Linked DNA regions of Mus musculus: region 1 is linked to region 2. Evidence: chromatin contacts called from public HiChIP or PLAC-seq data. All regions are on one chromosome and are shown on one strand. Each heading gives the region's core, a stretch centred on a gene start, on an enhancer-like site or on the middle of the called end of the contact. The rest is flanking DNA. Distances are from core to core; before and after follow the strand shown.

Region 1 (6,835 bases), core at 3,054-5,553, 73 kb before region 2:
CAGTGACTGAGGAAGACAATGCTTTGGGAACCAAAGCATGATTGGTTGCCTTATTTCCTCTCAGGAACTGTACTTGATAATTAATTTTCTGCTCTCTGATATGTCTCACCCATATGCAGTGGTCTGTCTCCAGCCTAAAAATGCTTATTCATTTGATCATCTATCCGTTGCCAAACATTGAGCATTCATTACGTGAAAAAGCCTGTGTTGGATGTTGGGCTGTGCTGAGCTCAGGTTTTCTTAGATTATGTAGCTCCATCATTCACTGCAATGAGATCCATCAAATACTTGTTGAGTGTCTGTAGTGGGCCAGATCCTCAGCTACAGGCCCGTCAGACATCCCTGGAGAAGGACACACGCTGGTTATTTACAGCATCCCTGGGGCCAGCAATGGTGCATACTTTTGGAACTAATGTTTCTTCTTTTCTCCCACAGCCCGTCCCTTTCTTGCTCAGTGAAGGAATCTTCCAGTCTGTGTTTCCCTTAGGATGCTCATCTTAGATCTTTGGTGACTTCCCACCTGAAATGTGTGGAAAGGGAAGGAGAAAGTTCTAATCTTCCAGCAGAAACTTCTTACCCTTGCCCTAGTATCTACAGCTTCCTTTCTCACCTCTAGCTTCTGTTCATTCCTCTATTACCATCTTTCCCTTGAAAGAAAAATCTAGCCTGTGTAATTTCCTTTACTCTGAAGGAGACACCCCGTGTGACAGGGGTGGTTTTTTTTTTTAATCCATTACTTGATGGATTTTTCCCCCCTCTATCTTTAAGTTGTTATGGAAAAGGCTACTGTGAGCAGTCCTGGAGAAGTTTGTGTTCATTTCTTCTGCCTAGGTATCTAGAAGTGGCAATTCCATGTTTGCCATTTGGTGAAACTGTTAGTCTGCTTTACGGAGCATCGGTGCCATTTCTAATTTCCACCAGCCGTCAATCAACCATTCTCCGCCAAGACAATAAGCAGCTGCACTCTCTTGGAGCAGAGTGAGTGAAGGAAGCTACATTTCTCACCCTGTACTGGAGTGTGGCCATAACTCACATTCACCACTTTCCCCCACCCCATTACTCATTATGGATTTCTCTCACTTCCAGCTGAACTAGGTGGCTGACTTAGTGGGCCTGCCACCTAATGTCAGCACACATCTTAATTACTCAGATCAGTGAAGGTGCCTGGTGTGATTCAGTGATCTGCAGAAAGGACCAAGATACCACATTTCTAACAGGCTTTCCGTACCCCTGTTGCTATGATAAAATACAGTGACAACAGCACCTTAAGGGAAGAAGGGCTTATTGCAGTTCACAGTTCAAGGCTGTAGTCGGTTATAGTAGAGAAGTCAAGGCTAGACTCAGTTCATCACACTGAAGCCATACTCAGGAAGCTGCTGGTGCTCAGCCCTCTCTCCTTTTTATACAGCGCAGCATCTCAGCCTAGGGAATGGTGCCGCCCACTTTTAGGATGAGTCTTCCTACCTCAATTAATCGCTTCAACATAGTCCTTCATAAACATGCCCAGGGGCTAAGGAATCCTTCACAGGTGTGCCAGCAGGCTTGTTTCCTAGGTGATTTCACACTACAATTTGGACAATTGGCACCAACCATTGCACATAGCCAAGAAATTTATTGATCCTTAATTGCTACATCCTGTGGCTTTGACACTTGTCCTTTATGATTTTTCCCCCCTGGGCTTCAAGCACTCAGGTAGATTCTGCTGAGTTCTAGAAGTAATCCTTCCTTCTCACCATCTACCAACATGGTGACTGCTCTACTAGCCACCAGCAACATATGTAAACGCTGGCTCAGGAGAGAGCCTTTCTAGGTACTCACTAAACTGCTGAATTTATCTTGTCATTTTTCCAGATTCGGGGTCACAGGCATCATGACACGACTAGTTGATCCTATGGTCTTTCACACATAGTATTCTTGGGAACGGGTAACAGGGGGGTAGATTCCATGAGAACTGGTCACAGTAAGCAACAGTAGAGACAGACAGCAAGTGATAAAGAGTCCTAGACAGATGAAGGTCAGCAGGTATGAAAACATGCTCAAGAACTATCTACAAAGGAGAACTTGCCACGTGATTTACAAATTCAACTAAATCAAACTGTGAACCCCCTGAAAGCATAGGACAAACCCAGCAGTGAACACTGGAAATCCTGGAGGGATTCAAGGTAGAGAGATGACCACAGCCTAGAGTAGTCAGGGGATGTCTTAGTCAGGGTTTCTATTCCTGCACAAAACATCATGAACAAGAAGCAAGTTGGGGAGGAAAGGGTTTATTCAGCTTACTCTTCCACATTGCTGTTCATCACCAAATGAAGTCAGGACAGGAACTCGCACAGGGCAGGAACCTGGAGGCAGGAGCTGATACAGAGGCTACAGAGGGGTGCTGCTTACTGGCTAGCTTCCTCTGGCTTACTCAGCTTTCTTTCTTTTTTTTTTTTTTTCCATTTTTTATTAGGTATTTAACTCATTTACATTTCCAATGCTATACCAAAAGTCCCCCATATTCACCCACCCCCACTCCCCTGCCCACCCACTCCCCCTTTTTGGCCCTGGTGTTCCCCTGTACTGGGGCATATAAAGTTTGCAAGTCCAATGGGCCTCTCTTTCCAGTGATGGCCGACTAGGCCATCTTTTGATACATATGCAGCTAGAGTCAAGAGCTCCGGGGTACTGGTTAGTTCATAATGTTGTTCCACCTATAGGGTTGCAGATCCCTTTAGCTCCTTGGGTACTTTCTCTAGCTCCTCCATTGGGAGCCCTATGATCCATCCATTAGCTGACTGTGAGCATCCACTTCTGTGTTTGCTAGGCCCCGGCATAGTCTCACAAGAGACAGCTACATCTGGGTCCTTTCAATAAAATCTTGCTAGTGTATGCAATGGTGTCAGCGTTTGGATGCTGATTATGGGGTGGATCCCTGGATATGGCAGTCTCTACATGGTCCATCCTTTCATCTCAGCTCCAAACTTTGTCTCTGTAACTCCTTCCATGGGTGTTTTGTTCCCAAATCTAAGGAGGGGCATAGTGTCCACACTTCAACTACCAGTCCAGGGATGGCACCACCCATAATGGGCCCTTCCACCCTTGATCACTAATTGAGAAAATACCTTACAGCTGGGTCCCATGGAGGCATTCCCTGAAGGGAGCCTCCTTTCTCTGTGATAACTCCAGCTTGTGTGAAGTGGATAGCCAAAATTAGCTAGGTCAGGGAGTTTTCAGGCAAGGGTAGACCTATGCATGGCTTTGAAGATCATGCAGACATGAGACTGGTGGGAAGGTAGAGGAAGTAAGTGTTGGTCAAGGCAGGGTGAAGAAGACACAGATGTGTGTAAGTCTGGTAGGGTGCATGCATGTGTTCAGGGCTGGAACTCAGTCCTACATAGCTCTGATTTCTGGAAGGAACAATACTAGCTTTTTTTTTTTTTTTTTTTTTTTTTTTTTTTTTTTTGTAGTGAGGGGAACCTTTACTGAATCTTTATTGTAGGGCAGACATTATGCTGCATTTCTACATGAATTGCTTTAATCCTCAAAACTGCCCCTAAGTAGGCAACTCAGTCTGAAGTCAGATTTGGGGTACGTTGACTGGCCAACCGAGGACTTAGGCCCTTTCCTTTGATACGCTGGCAATGAAATAGACATGCTCTAGCTTTTGATAATTTTTATGTTGTTACTTCTATAGGGCCAGGCACTCATAATTTTATTGGCTGCTAAGAACATTATCTTGAACAGATTATGCATTATATGTGGTATACCTATGTCATGCTGCCATGGAATAACTTAATTCTCACAAAAACTATGAAAGGTGTGATAAGACATTGAGGCACAGAGAAGTGACATGATGTGTACCAAGTGATGGAGAAAGAGAGGGACGGAGGGGCTGTGTGTTGGGCCTCAGCAGTACTAGCATTTGATTACCATGTCACTGAGATGCTCAAAATCCATTTAGGAGACCACAGTGATAATTAAGTGATGGTGATGCTTTTATGACAGGGTCAATTGGAAGTCAACTGTTTTAGGGAGGATGATAGATGTGCTTCGCCAGGTCTTCTACAGCCTCCTCCAGAGAAAAGGCATCTTCTTTGGGCCCGGGGTATCAGGGGAATGCAGCCCTTCACGTCGCTGGGTGGCCTGTGTGTGTATGCTTTCTCTTCTCCCCCCACGGTGTATTTACACTCAAGACTGCCATAAACATCCATTTGCTTTAACACATGTGAAAATACCTTAGCAACTTCCCGCAGCTCTGGCCTGTTGCTAAGCAGTGACCCTTCTGCTACCATGGCAACATCACCAGACTCTGGAGGGCTGCTGGTACCAACCTCCTGACTAGACTCGGGCCTCAGGAGCACATTTGCTCACAGGGGCAGCCATTCTGTCTTGTTGTTTGGCTTTATCAGAAAAGCCTGTGTTCTCCTGCGGGAAGCTTCCTAGAGAAAACAGCCATTCAGTGCTTGGCAGATGAGGTCTGCGGTGGCTCCGCCTCCACTGCTGTGCCCACTTCACTCTGTGGAGTGGGTGGAGTTCAGGGTGGATGCACCAGAAGCCGCAGTGAGCTTTTTCCTCTGGATCAATGGAATGAATTAAGGACAGTGATGCCTCTTGAAATCACGGCAGCAGGAAGCTACTACCACCCTGAGGGAGAGTTTTACAGAAATGATTTTCCAATTATAAACCTGGAATCATGGAGCAGGGGTCACTTAGACAGGGAAGCACACTGTGCAACAGTGGTTTAGTCAACAACCGGCCACTTTTATGATGACTATACCATTTAGCCTAGCTGTGTCCTGAGCTATACCATCCGCATTTGCATGAGTGCATCCTATGATGTTTGCTCACCAAAATGATGCACTTCTCAGACATATCTTTGTCTTTAGGTGACACATGATTGCATTGTAAGAGATGCCACTCCGGGGAGAGAGGAGTGTGTGATAGTATTACTTGCTGACACAAATGACAGCAACTAGAATCACCTAAAAGACAGATTACTTAGCAAGCCTACTTCCTTAATGCAGGTCACACTGTTTACTCGGGCTGGGGTCCAGAGTGAAGAGGAAAAAAGCAAGAAGAACATCAGCATCCGTATCTCAGCTTCCTGACTGCTGACAATGCCCAGTTGCCTCCTCTTCCTGCTGCCAAGATATTCTTATTATATACATTATATATTATACATATAATATATTACATATATATATATATATATATATATATATATATATATATATATATATATCTTATGTGCCATGATATTCTTATTCCCTGACCACCAGGAGGCAGGATAAATCCCCTTTCTCTTACATTACTTCTTTTGGGCGTTTAGTCACAACAACAACAACAAAAAAAGAAACTAACACAGCATTAAAGAAACAGCTGGAACTCATCCTGGTGTTTCCCAGTGACCAAATGGAATTTGAGCCACCCACAAGGAAACTCAGACATTGTAGCTTTCGAGGGCCTTGGCCTCTTCAGTGAAAGAGGCAAGCAAGGAGAACTAACTTAGAACTTAAATGATTATGATGGGTATATTAGCTGGTTTTGTATGTCAACCTGACATAAGCTAGAATCACCGGAGAGGAAGGAGCCTCAGTTGAGGAACCCCCTCCACGAGATCCAGCTGTAAGGCATTTTCTCAGTTAGTGAGCAATAGGGCAGGGCCCAGTCCACTGTGGATGGTGCCATCCCTGGGCTGGTGGGCCTCAGTTCTATAAGTAAGCAGGCTGTGGAAGCTATGGGGAGCAAGCAGCAGCCTCCCATGGCCTCTGCATCCGCTCTTGCCTCCAGATTCTTGCCCTGCTTGAATTCCTGTCCTGACTTTCTCCAATGATGGACTATGATCTAGAAGTGTATTAACCCTTTCCTCCTCAATGTGCTTTTTGGTCATGATGTTTTCATCGCAGCAACAGAAGCCCTAACTATGACAGTGGGGTAGGCAGTGAGTAGCATGGCTACTTGTCTGAACCAGGCAGGCTAGGGAGAACAAAATCTTCATCTAGATCTACCTGTGGGACAGGATAAAGGCCAGGGAGTAGAGCCAGCTACAGACATGTTTAACCAGGAGGCATGACATCAGGGATAATGGGCAGCCAATGTGAGTAAATCCAATGCCTTGTCTCAGTGGGCCCTCACACATCACCCTCTCTGACCCACAGGCAATGCCTGAGTCATTTTTTGAAAAGTTTCCTGTTTCCAGATTAAAAAGCCTGAGAATACTTTCATATTCTTCAAAACCTTTCTTCTGGAAGCTTCATCGTTCAGCCCTCAACCTGGTTGTCAGTCCCAGCCCAGAAGCTGTAGATTTACAAAGTTTGGACCACAGCAGCAGCAGCAGCAGCTACCAGTGGGGATACGTTGGAAAAGCATATTTACAGATCACCCCACCCCCATCCCTGGCTCCTTCCCAAGGGCCATTCTAGGCATGTCCAACAATCTGTCTTAACTACCCATAGCTGGAAAGGGAGACCACAGCTCAAAGCAGCAGTCCGTAAATGTAAGCACGCTGTTCTAGTTTCATTGTGTTGATGTGATAAAACACTTTAGCCAAGAGTAACTTAGGGGTGGGAAGGGTTTACTTCAGCTTATGCTTGAAGGTCAGTCTTCCACTGAGGGAAGCCATGGCAGGACCGGGAGCAGAAACCACGGAGAATGCCACTTGCTGGCTTGCTCTCAGGCTCATGGTCAGCCAGTATTCTTTTATGGCCCAGGGCCACATGCTTAGGGATGGCGCTGCCCCTTTCTGCTGGGCGTTGCTATTCCTATCTTCTCCAACTCCTAGCTTGTAGCCTGAGGCCCACTTTGCTGCATTTTCATGTCCTGGACCAGAGAAGCTTGGCCTTAAGTCACAGTT
Region 2 (7,247 bases), core at 3,944-6,443:
CAATTTAAGTTAAACTATACATACACACATACACATACACACACACACACACACACACACACACACACACACACACACACAAATGCATACATACACATATACATGCACTTGTACTCGCATACACACCCATATATACATATAGTGTGTGTGTGTGTGCGCATGCATGCTTGTGTGTGTGTATGTGTGTGTGATAAAATGAGCCTAGATTTAGGCAATCCCTAACTGCTCTGGTGACCTTACAGAGTTGAGAGAGACCAAGTTTCTTCTGTCTAAATGCTCTAGTGATCTTGGATCTTATGATCCAAGATGATGGCCGGAGCCCCCAGGAGTCACAGCTGAGTTCAAGCAAGATGAAAAGGGTGGAAAGAGGGATCCATGCACACACCCACTCACTTGCTCTTTTATTTTACTTTTATTGCAATTGTTCTTCATACAATATATTCTGGTCATGCTTTCCCCTCTCTCATCTCTTCCCAGATCCTTCCTCCCCACCTGTCCAACCCCACACCTCCTTCTTCCTCTTTAGAAAACAAATAGGCAGGCAAACAAAGAAACTAGAATTAAAAAAAAAAGAAAAAGCACAAAAAGCACACACATACACTAAAACCTATGAAAATTACAAAATTAAAAAACATAATATACAGGTAAAATACCATTAAGACAAAAGAAAAAGTTCAAACAAAGCAATATGAGGCCAAATGTACACGAACACCATCGAGTTTGCCTTGTGTTTACCATCACCTGCTGGGCATGGGCCTAGCCTTAATCATGGTTATCTATCCTGTGAGAGTCCACTGGAGGAAGTCCTTTAGGAGTGGTTGTTACTTGGAGTTAGCTCTTGGTTAGGTAGGGAGGAGAAGTTACATCCACTTCTCCCACTCGGCACTGGGACCTCATCTGGCTTGTACAAGTCTTGTGTGTGCTGCCTCAGTCTCTGAGAGTCAGTCATGCTATGTCTGGAAGACGCTGCTTCCTTGTGCCATCCATCCCCTCTGGCTCTTACAGTCCTTCTGTCTCTTCCTCTACATAGTTCCCTGAGCCCTGAGGGGAGGGGCTTGATGAAGACATTCCATTTAGGACTGAGTGTTCCAAGGTCTCTCATTCTATACATTGTCCAGTCCTGGGTCTCAGTTTTATTTCTCATCTACAACAGGAGAAAGCATCTCTGGTGATGACTGACAGAGACCAATGGGTATAGCAGAACACAATTAGGTATCATTTTACCGCTATGTTCCTTTAGTACAGTGGCTCTCAACCTTCCTAACACTCCAACCCTTAATACAGTTCCTTGTGTTGTGGAGACCCCCAGTTATGAACTTATACTTATTGTTATTTCACAACTGTAATTTTGCTACAGTTATGAATCGTAATGTAAATATCTGTGTTTGCCAACGGTCTTAGGTAACCCTAGTGAAAGGGTTATCCAATCCCCAAAAGGGTCGCAACCCACACATTGAGAACCGATGCTTTAGTGGACCAATGGTAAGCAAAGCTTCCTGGGAACTGCTCATACATTTCTGCTTAGGGCTCCAAGGTTAGAAACTTGCGAAGGATGGTTACAAAACACTGTTTTACATGTGTGACTACTTGGCCAGCTAAAACTTCAGGTCCAGTTAATAAAAAGTCGAGGCGAGAACTACTTATACGCAGCTACCTCTACTGTCTTGCTCAAGTCGCTTACAGTTAAGTAAGCAGGGCCGATGGGGAAAGGTCAGATTACACCTTGCAGGTGTCTGTATTTTCTCTTCTGTCTGTAAAAAAGTCTAACCTGGAACAGATTTTGCTTGGGTAAGGCAGTGTGAGCCTGATGTTTGTTTATAAACTGGAAATGACCCAGGAAAGTGTGAGGAGAACACCCTGGCTCTGAAGCCCACAGAGAACAGGAAAGGAAATGAGTTCTTCTGATGTTTCCTAATTTATGTATTTTGCAAAGGATAAAATGATGTTTCCACATAAAATCAGGGCAGATCCTGTGACCATGGAATTGAACCACCTCCATGAGAAGACAGAAGGGAAGTGGGGTGGAATTCAAGGTAATATTAAGCCAGTTTAGCTTAATATCAGCAAAAAAATATCTGGACAGCTACCTCCAGATAAAGCTTCCTTCCTGGGCTGGGAGCTATGAGGCTGGAGAGTGGGTCCTGGCAGCAGACAGGGCCTGATGACTTCCTTCTGATCATGTGACTCAGCAGGGAGCCAGGGGAGGCCCCTAGGAGCTTGTGAGAGATCACAGTGGAAGATGAAGCGCTGTGGGGTTCTGTGTCTAATTAAGAGCCAAATGAATGAGGCTGTCAGGGACTGAGAACTTTCCATACCCCTGGGGAACAAAGAGGTGATTGTTGCTGGGGCAAGGCCTGGGGGTCAGTGCCAGCATCCCAAGGATGGGATGCAGGGAGTGGGCTTAAAATATGGACAACCCTGTTTGGGCAGGGACCAGGAAAACAGAAAGCAGGGCCTCATTTTATTCAACTATAATGCCAGCTCAGAGTGGGAATTCAGCCAGTTCCCATCTTCTGAGGTAGCCCTGGAGATCTGAGGTCCCTAGGGTCAAAGGCAAGGGTCAGAGGGTAGAAAGAAGTCAGCATCTCCTTTGCGGAAGTGTATATGGAATGAAACACTGAAGTTGTCTACGGACTTTTGTCGACACTTCTCTGTGAGCCTCTGATGCAATGCATGATGATGGCTGAGCTCCAGTGGCTGTTCGGATTCCACAGGCTCTGTAGCGAGGTGCTCCAAAGTGACACATACAGAAGGAACACCTCTCAAGCCAGAAGGGGAGTGAATGACTCAGCTTCTGAAAAGCAATAGCTCGATTTCTACTGAAATCAACAAGAACATATAGAAAATACCAAACATGCCAAGTGACTGTCATGGCAATCCGTGATACCGTGGGGATGCCAGGCTAACCTGAGCAGAAACTCACATTCTTGTGACCTGAATAAATAGGTATGGATGGCTTGGAGCAGGAGACATAGCTTAGTGGATAAAGTCTCAAACAAACAAACAAACAAACAAACAAGTCAGGTGTGGTGGCATGTGAATATAAATCTCAGCTCTGGGGTGGAGACAGGCAGACTCCCAGCTTCCCTGGCCCCCCAGCCTGTCTTCTTCTGTGAGTTCCAGGCCAGTGTTCCAAAACAAATACAAACAAACAAACAAACAACCCCCCCCCCCCGCCACCAATAACAAAATGAAAAATACTTCAGGAACAATGATAACTGAGGTTGACTTCTGGCCTCTGCACATATGCATACAGGTACACATGCAAACCCACATACACATAGATGTGGATATGCATACATGAAAAATAAAAGAAGATGTGTGTGGCTTACGTTGTCTGTCTCTCTCTATCTCTCCTTCCCACCATCCTCTTTCCTTGGCTTTGGTTCGTACTGGTCATGGCTGGTTATCTTACCCCAGCTGAGCAGAATCTGCAGATGTGCCTCATGGAACTCCAGCTTGCAGCTCACATTCTAGCCGCTGTGCTTGCGTATCTGCTCTGTTCTTCAGCCAGACACCAGCTGCCTCTGAGACAATTCATAGGGTTTCCGGAAACAGGAATGTCCTTAGCAGGGAGCTTGTAAGCCAGGCCCAGCATGGCTCTCAAGGCCTGCCATGTCTTCCTTCTTTAGCTACCCGGGAGTCTGGGAAGGGTAATTTGTGTGTGTACAGCCAGGCATCATGCCAGTGTTTCTGATGGAGGTGCCAGTGCCCTTTAAGCAGTGGTTGCTCTCAAGCCCTGGCCACGAGTTCAGTCTGGAGCATCCAGCCTGCTCTCGGTCCACCTACAGTGCTCCTGCCTTGTTTGGCTCTGAAGCTCATACCAGTGGCTGTCAACCTATGGATCATGACCCCTGTGGGAAATTGAATGACCTTTTAACGGCTTGCCTAAGACCATCGGAAAGGAAATATCAGTTATTTACATTATAATTCATTACAGTAGCAAAATTAGTTATGAAGTTGCAATGAAAATAATTTTGGGGTTGGGGTTTATCACACCATGAGGAACTGTATTAAATGGGTGAAGCATTAGGAAGGCTGAGAACCACTGCTGTAGATCCAAGTCCCTTTGCTTGGCGTTCACTGCCTGAGGAAGGCCTTTGGTCTCAGCATCCCTTGGGAATCTTCCAAGTAAAGGAAGCTGAGACCTCTTTCAGCAAAAGCCACTTCACAGCACAGACGTGGAGCAGGTTGTCTGCCATTTTGAGCAGGTCTTTCAGGACCATTACCTTTTCTGACTGTCTTAAAACAAAAACAAAAACAAAAAAACTCATTGGAGATTCTTCCACCTACCCATCAGGGCCTGGACAAAGGAATTAAAAGACTCTGTAAAGATTCATTGAGCAAGAGAAATTTCAGTCAGACTTGACTTTGAAATAGTCACTTTGTCATCCTCAACTGCAAGAATCTAGATTCCTAGCGATGGGCATCAGAGGTAGATTCTAGGAAACTGAGCTTGAACGGTTACTGAAAGAAAGCTGGTTGTCTCATAACACCGGTGGAAGGCCGGCTGTCTCACGGCTCCAGCAGATCCTGGAGAAACAGCCTGGAGGCTATGCATTCATACTAATGTCCCCTTACAGGCTGCAGGACTGACCTAATGAGAACACTGCTGTGGCCGCTGCCACTGCCAGCTGGATGCCACAATTCATGTCACTGCCAGGAACCTGATCATCACCACTGCTGCTGCCTTCAGAACCAATGCCACATCTGGTCGGCAACACCACCCTGTCATCTGCAGCCCCTCCGCCACCTGCTTTCATTGTAGCTACAAAGGAGGCAAGATAACTGGCTGCTTGTGTTTCTGGTACAGGAGGAAAAAAATCTATAGTATAGAGATGAGGTTTGGAGGGTCCTGCCACTTCAGGAGGTGCCAAGCAGACAGACAAATTGACAGCTGCTGGCTACATCAGCACTTTCACAAAGAAGGGTTTTTCATTTCCTACAGGTGTTGGGACCCATTTTGGCCCTGGTTTGGGCCTCAGTCACTTCCCTGATATGGAAGTGACTCAGCAAGACCTGTTTGCCATGCCTCTGCCCCGCCTTGCTGATGTAGAGCTTTGCCATTGGCCCTGTGAGTCACTCCATACCCTCCATCACCCTTCCCTGGCTCCTATGTCATCTTACCCCACCCAAAATCTCCCTCCCTATGTTCAGAACTTATATAAGCGAGAGGCTGATGCTATAAAGTTGAGTACCTGCTTTGACAAGACTCCTGGCTTGGTGTGTTTCTTTTGAGCCATCAACACTCACCATCCTGTTCAGCCTCGGAGAGACCCTGGAGGGACCAGGACCACTCTTGTCTCGCCTGGACCTGCAGGCAAGAAGCCAGCATACAGGGATGGTGCTGAAGAGATTTAATGCTGGAATTGTGTCCTCAGAGGGACATTATGGAGGAAGTGAAGTCTTCAGAGACAAGGCTCAGTGGGGAATGCTAGTTCCTTGTAGAGCTGTGGGGGTTGTCGGGTCTGCCAGGACTTGGAAGGGACAGTGACTGATGTTTTTCTTATCTGTATCTCCAGGAACAGTTGATGCCCTGGCCCCTTCATCTCTGGATTCTGAGGCTCAACTAACAAGGTATCCAGAATACATCTTCTCTAATGTCTGAAGAAAAATGCTGGCCACTAATCGTTTGCCTCGAAGGAGTCTGAGGAGTGAGTTGCCTCGAAGACAGTTGAGGGAGTCTGAATGTAGGTCTTAATTCGTTAATGTCATCTCTTTTAAAACCACTTTCTGCCTGGTGTTCCAAGTAAGATGTGGCTCATTCATATAGATCCTTGCTTGCTTGGAGTCTGGCCTGCTGGATACCTAATACAGGTTTCCAAAAATAAAGCTGACATTTATTGAATACCATGTGGTGTGTCAGGCATTGTACAGAGGCTTTACATAAATTATCCAAGTAATCCTCATGAGAACTCCAGGAAATAGGAGCTGTTATTACCTGTGTTTTACAGTTGAGAGAGTTGAGTTAAAGAGGATGCACACGTCTCCACCCATGCTTAGTCCATAGGCAGCAGAACTGGCATTTGAACCAAAGCCTAGCCTCAAGGCCCTGTTGCTAAGCAACCTCTCCAGGATCTGGTGGTCCCCACACCTGAGGTTTGAATTCACTTTTGCTCTCTAGGGCTTAGTCTTAATCAAAGATAGAAGATTCTCTGACATGTAGAGATATGTCAGGTCTCACCAACCAACAAATAAACTCTGAGCTGACACAGTGGCTGCCCCTCCCTACGTTACACAGCTCATCGTCCTTAGATGATCCAGTCTGGTGCTCATAACTTCGGAGAAAAAGAAAACTTGAATGCCAAAATGCTGAGACCCCAAGGTAACCTTTTCACCCTCTGCAGGACGGTGCTCAAGGAAGGAGGAGAGTCTAGACATCTGGGGCTCGAAGAGCAGAAGGAATCTGAAAGGAGATAAACAGAGAGAAGGGTTGTTGGTGTGTTGTTCAGCTTTCTAACACTATAACACCTTACAGAAATGAAAGATTTATCTTGGTTCATAGATTTTCTTTTTCTTTTCTTTTTTTGGAGGTGCTTCTCTATGACTTATTAGCCTTCGGTTGTAAGGACCTACGGTGAAGCAGCACTTTATAGTAGGGGTGGGCAACAGGGAAAGTGCTCAGCCACTGGCCATGATAGCAAGAAACCGGGGAGGTGACCATCTAGGATCTCATTCCCCCTGTTTGAAGACACAGTTTTCTGATGACCTGAAGACCTTTCATTTGCTCAACATGATGTCTTAGGGAAGCTTCAACTTTACACTCAGTAGACTTCTGCTAAGTATTTAGAATATACCAAGGTGTGTTAAAAACAGGAGTGAGAGGTGAGTTAGATGATCTCTAACCTCTAGTGAGTGTAGCTGAGTGGAGAAGACAATGATTTTACACTTACAATGTAGTTTGAAAGAACCCACTGAGGAGTCACTATGGGAGACAGAGAGAAGTCATGAACCCCCAGTTGGAGAAAGGAGACATCTAAGCTAAAGCATTGAAGTGGGAGTTGTCTATGGGAGAGGAGATGTCACCAGCTGACTGTCTCCTCAGGTCTATATGTTAAACTTGAAGGTGAGGACTTTACAACAGGTATGAAGCCACAATCATAGAGCCCTCTTACACAAGAGTCTTTGTGAAAGAGGCCTTGAGGACTTAAGAAGTCCTTCTTCATGGAAGCACCCAGCAAGAAGCTTTGCAAAAACTAAGAACCAGTTCCCAGCAGGCTTTTCTTCGGGAACATTTCAGTCCAGAA

The links. HiChIP or PLAC-seq counts read pairs in DNA pulled down with a chosen protein or histone mark.
Region 1: an H3K27ac HiChIP or PLAC-seq map of neural progenitor cells shows a contact between it and region 2, with 2.8 times the contacts expected there. The contact joins the enhancer-like site here to the promoter of 2310003N18Rik in region 2. A contact is called at or near these places in 5 of 484 Hi-C or Micro-C datasets (cranial neural crest, embryonic stem cells, gonadal supporting cells and 2 more) and 1 of 115 datasets of contacts at active chromatin or transcription factors (neural progenitor cells).

Annotation. Positions count from the first base shown.
Region 1 is chr9:50,303,764-50,310,598 of GRCm38.p6, reverse strand. No RefSeq gene overlaps it. Among named protein-coding and RNA genes, the nearest start is that of Gm39336, 5.3 kb to the right of the region's middle. Within about 2 kb of position 4,303, at least 59 of the 459 cell types and tissues checked have an H3K27ac peak or open chromatin away from gene starts, as enhancers often do. A contact at or near this core is called in neural progenitor cells, where this site is marked.
Region 2 is chr9:50,231,128-50,238,374 of GRCm38.p6, reverse strand. 2310003N18Rik (RIKEN cDNA 2310003N18 gene) reads left to right here and starts at 5,193. Exons shown (of 2, transcript NR_131161.1): 1 at 5,193-5,320; 2 at 5,523-5,852. It overlaps Gm40519 (a long non-coding RNA gene), which reads left to right. Exons shown (of 3, transcript XR_870728.1): 3 at 4,584-4,844.